2 separate regions of the Gossypium arboreum genome follow, and region 1 is linked to region 2. The links are chromatin contacts, called in public Hi-C maps. All regions are on one chromosome and are shown on one strand. The core of a region is the stretch at or near the end of the contact, and the rest is flanking DNA. Distances in the headings are between cores, read along the strand shown. Region 1 holds the start of LOC108470717 (thioredoxin-like 1-1, chloroplastic). Region 2 holds the start of LOC108474004.

Evidence for each region. A called contact is a pair of places that touch in the nucleus more often than the background predicts.
Region 1: a Hi-C map of leaf shows a contact between it and region 2, with 3 times the contacts expected there. The contact joins the promoter of LOC108470717 here to the promoter of LOC108474004 in region 2. A contact is called at or near these places in 3 of 5 Hi-C or Micro-C datasets (all in leaf).

The regions. Positions count from the first base shown.
Region 1 is chr11:109,391,893-109,394,708 of ASM2569848v2, reverse strand. LOC108470717 (thioredoxin-like 1-1, chloroplastic) reads left to right here and starts at 1,348. Exons shown (of 4, transcript XM_017772152.2): 1 at 1,348-1,908; 2 at 2,247-2,426; 3 at 2,521-2,685. The coding sequence starts at 1,660.
Region 2 is chr11:109,137,697-109,140,444 of ASM2569848v2, reverse strand. It overlaps LOC108474004, which reads left to right and starts at 1,387. Exons shown (of 4, transcript XM_017775858.2): 1 at 1,387-2,166.

The sequences.
Region 1 (2,816 bases), core at 99-2,598, 250 kb before region 2:
ATGAAAAATAGAAGGTAAGTTTGCTTTTGAAAAGAAATGAGTTAATTATATTAAACATCTCAAAACTATGATTTTCTTTTAAATTGGTCCTTAAACTTTATAATATTCCAATAATATCCTTAAACTATTGATATTATATCGTTAAGTCCTTCAATTATTAAAGCCATTAATTTAAACGTGGAATGACATGTCAAAATCTTATGTGATATGATTTAAAATAAAAATTAAAGAAAGTAAAATATTATTGCACAGTAAAAATTAAAAACAAAATAAAACTGAAAATAAAAAGTAAGTAAGAAAACTTTTGTAAAAGCTTAGGAAAACTTAAAACCAAGATGTTTATAACATCTATTTTTTTAAAATTTATTTAAACTATGCCATACAAGATTTGACATCTCATTTATTGGTTAAACTATTGGTTTTAGTAATAGAAGGACTTTATTGATATAATCTCAATAGTTTGAGGGATGTAATTAGAATATTCTAAAGTTTTAGGACCAATTTAGAATGAAGGTTATAATTTTGGGATATATGATGCAATTAACTCAAAAGAGAATAAAAAAAAGTTGAAAAGGGAAATAAGTAAAAAAAAAAAAGGGTAAATTCACTCAAGGTCACTAAACTATTAATTAGTTTACATTTTGGTTACTCTACTACAAAAAGTTACAAAATGGTTATTGAACTATTCAAAATTTTTTATTTAAGTCACTAAGCTATTAAAATCATTGTTGTATGGCTTTTTCTGTTATATCGCTTGCACTAGTCAAAAGCTTTCATTCCCTTTTTCTTCTATAGTTTAGTTATTTCCATGAAATAGTTTTGAATATCACAAGTATGTGAACCAAAATCTAAACCACTTTATTCTTTGATGTCTAACACTGACTATTAGATTGATTTAGGTCTAAAATATCTTCTTCTACTCGTCAATGGTATTGATCTACTATATCGATTCTCGAATTGTAGCTTACAGCGCGCTAGCTGAGCTTTAAAAAAAAAGTTAACAGCCCGGTAATTTGAATAAAAATGTTTAAATAGTTAAGTTGCTTAAATGAAAATTTTCAAATAATTCAGTGATCATTTTGTAACTTTTTAAAATTAAACGACCAAACCATAAACTTATTAATAATTTAGTGACATTTGATGGAATTTATCAAAAAATTTTAAGCTGGCCCACTAAAGTAATGAATGACGTGTCAAAGAACCTACCTTTTATCCATTGTATATCCGAAACTGCCCTTTACTTTTGTAATATCTAAAGTCTGATTCCACGTGTCACAAAATTCACTTATCACGTGCATCTCCTTACCACCATAAAAACCGACCAATATTAAAAGAAAAAAAAAGCAAGACAAAGAGCCTTATCCAATACGTTTTGACATGAAAATTTTCCAGTCACAACATATCATCAAGCGCTAGATTCACATCAAGACAAACCAGATCAACGGTTAAAGTCCATCCTTAGACCTTAAAATAACCAACAGAACCGGCAATGCTACTCAACAAAGAAAGAGAAAGATAAAAGAAGCAACTTTTGCTTAAAAACGCTTCATTTTCATATTCGGTATTTTAATTTCCGTTCGGGAATAAAGCTTAGAGTTTCAATTTTGAATCTGAATTTCTGTTCCTGTTGTTAGAAAAAAAAATATAGAAATATTAAGCATGGCTGAAGTTTTGGGGAAGTCAAATCTGTTTACAGCTTGTAACTGTAGTCAGAAGAAGAATCAAGAAGGTGGCGTTCCTTTGTTTTCTAGGAGAATCTCTGCGTTTTGTTTGAGAAAGAATAGTTTTCCTTCTTTGAAGTTGGAACCTCAAGCTTTGAGGAGTGGTTTTAATGGTCAAAGAGTGGTTGTTTTAGAGAAAAGAAGTCTAAATGAGAGAAGGTTCTGTCGAGTTCCCATTAAAGCACAGGTTGGTTTAATTAACTTTAATTTTAGAACTCTTTTTTGGGTCCAAAGGTGTGGGTATTTTCTGATTTATTTTATGAACTTTCTTATTTTGAATTTCTCTGTTATTTTAGCTATAGGTAGTTCTTAGTTTAGCTTTCACATGTCAAAGGTCAAATCTTTATATAGAAATTTTACTTCTATTCCCAAATAGATTTTTCCTTTTTTGGAAGGGTTAATTAGTATGATTTTTTATGTTTAACACTCCTTTTTCCCGGTACTTTGATCTGTTGTAGAGGATCAAAACGAAACATTCTAATTGGTTTGTCTCTTTTATTTTGTGGTATTGTTCAACGAAATTAGATGCAAACTGGGCTTATTGGTAAAACCCAAAAGTGGTGGGAGAAGGGGAATCAACCAAATATGAAAGAAGTGACATCTGCACAAGACCTGGTGGACTCACTTTTGAATGCTGGGGATAAACTTGTTATAGTGGATTTTTTCTCTCCTGGTTGTGGTGGCTGCAAGGCTCTTCATCCCAAGGTATAATAATATAGACTTTTGAAGTTTTTTTTTTTAATCTATTTTCTTTTGCATAGTTGTGTTAATGGTGGATTTGGATGTTGTGATTTGCCAGATTTGCCAATTGGCAGAGATGAATCCGGATGTGCAGTTCCTTAAGGTGAACTATGAGGAGCATAAATCCATGTGTTATAGCCTTAATGTACATGTGTTGCCTTTCTTTAGGTTCTATAGAGGAGCTCAGGGTCGTTTATGCAGCTTTAGCTGCACCAATGCCACGGTTAGTCTTGTTTCTATCCCTCCCTTGTGATGCAAAGTTTATCAGATACGTTTTAGTAATTAGAATGAAATAAACCCACTGGTCCCTTTGGATCATTTGATATTGATGGCCATGGTGTATCTTAGTTATCT
Region 2 (2,748 bases), core at 138-2,637:
ATTGTAATGATATTTCCTCCTCCCATTAATTAAATTACCTTGGGGTAATCTTAAACCAACTAGTAAGAACATGTATTTCCATCCAATTAATACGAAAACCTACTCCCTTATGTATTCACACGTATTAATAAATGCTTCATGTTTGGCCATTATTTTAACTTATGCAAAGTTTCGTGAGAAGTTACTTAACTAGAATGATCTTGAGTGTATAACTATAAACTCAACATCTATCATAACATGTACTATGAATGAATTGTCGGGGGACAATCTCAACAAATAACATGTATGATTAGTTGTCCAGTTAAAGGAAATCTCCTAAGTGAAATCCACATAATAATACCTACCTCAAGGTCGGCAAATTATCATGTCATCACAAGAGACCATTGATGGAAACCATAGATCTTATTTAGGGACCTTCTCCCACTCAATCTTTTAAAAAATATGCAAGATTTTTATTTCTAGTTTCAATCATAAATGTTTAATATGTCATAAGAAGTACATGCAACATTTTTTCCTTAAGCTATATGACATGCTTATAGTAATATGCATGAACATTCTTTACATAAAAGTAGAAAACAAATTGACTCTGACCAGCCAAAAGTTTTCATGATTTCATCCTTAAAAAATAGATAAAAAGATTTACTATTATCATCCCAAAGAATTTTTTGGAAAATTTTAATTTTGAAGTTTTTAATGTATTTTTAATATTTTTATTTTATTTTTAAAATTTTTATGTATTTTTAAAATTAGGATCAAATTGGCATAATGTGTGAACATTAATTTTTTTAGAATTAGGACTAAATTGATAGAATGTGTAAAATATTAAGAGGTTAAATTTATAATTATACTCGGCCATGTCAATATTTCGTCTAGTGACCAAAGACATTTTAACAATGGAGTGACTAAAATTACAATTGATCTAATGAGAGTTATTAAATTAACAATAAATATTCAATGAACAAAATAAAAACTTATTAAAACTCGGGCGATTATCATAGTAGCTTACCTAAAAGCCAAAAGCAAAGTCATGAGAAGAAATCAACACATTAAAACCACACTGTACTTTTTCCCTTGAAAAAAAATTTTTGTATGACTACTATAGAGATATCAATGAGCGGGGCCAAGTAGAGTCCCGGTTCCAAAATTTTTTCAAATCTAAGTTTATTTTTGGTTTGGTTCACTCAAAAAATCTATTTTACTAAAATATTAAAAATAATCTATTTTATATATTTTAATTAAATTGAATTGATCCACCCGAAATATAAAAATATTTATTTAAACCCAACCCAAATTGAACTGGGGTTATCGAGTTGGGCGGGCTACCATGGAAAGCTCTAGACAATTGGTGGGTGTAAAACAAAGAATCCATTTAGGTAGAAAATATATTGTTTTTTTCCAATAGGAAAAGAAAAAGAAAGATGATTACATGCTTGGGGCAGTGCCGAAAAGTGGGATTTTAGTGGATGACTACTAAGGTAAGGTTGTGATGGGAAATGTTCAGAAATGATATGGGGTTAAATGTGCTGAATGATTATGCATACCCTATAAGTGAGCCCCTATTTCATGGAATCTAATTTTAATTTCATTCTTCCTTATAAATCAAACCAGCAAAACAATTTACATGTTCATATTTTTATTTTATTTTTTTAATTATTTTTCATAAAAATAAAGAAGAAGAATAAGATAAAAAAGAAAATATGTTTTTTTTTCATTTTAATCTTTTTTAATTAAACTTCCTAATTTTAGAATTTATGGCAAAGCTATGACTTTGGAACAGGAACAGGAGACTTTTGTCTGGTGTGACATCATTGTAAGGTACAATGATTCACTCTTTTTTTTTTTCTTACATCTCCTAAAAGTAGTAATTCAAAAATAAACCCCAAAAATAAATGTGACTGCAAATCCTTACAAATTTTCATTTTCGACATGATCGTAATCTAACGTTGTTGTAGTAACAATAATGTGATGCCCCCATCGCTTTCACTTCTCATTAGCCTCCCTCTCTTTACCTTTTTCTTCATTCACTTTCTCTTTGTCTCATTTCCTTTTTCCCCATTTTATTCTACACAATACTGCTCAAAACAGCTTAGGGTTTCTTTTGTTTTTCCTTGACGTAAAATCCCCAGATTTCTTCATAATCCAGTTCAGATTGGGCTCTTTCTCAAGGTACCCTCTTTTTCTCTCTTCATTTTGATTCATGGGTTTTCCTTTTTCTTTTCTTTTTTAATTTTCAAAAATTTCTTTTTGGATTATGGTTTCTGTTATTAGCTGATTTAGAGATAAGATGATGAACTTTCCTAATTTTTTTTAGTTTGGGTATTTCTCCCTTTTTGATATTTTAGAGTAATTTTCTTTTCTGGGTAATTGCTATTTTTGATGGGAAGTTCGATCTTTTATTTTTTTCAGTTTTGCACGTATCATTTTTTGGGGACCATTGACGTATTTGAAGTTGGAGGGACAAGATTATCATTTCCTTCTATGATGTTTTAGGAGTTTGAAGTTGAGAATTTTTTTTTTTGACCAATGATTGATTATGCAGTTAGATTTGCATACTGTTGGGAACATAATCTTAGGTTTGAAAGTGTTGCACATAATTATACTACTTCATGTTTATTTGCAATCTTTACACTTTTGAGATACTTCTTCAGAAATTCTTTCTGGTTTTGTTGCCAATAATGACACTTGTCTGCATTGCTCTGTGATTTTCAATCTCTATTATTGCCTTTTGGAAATAATCTTGATTTCACC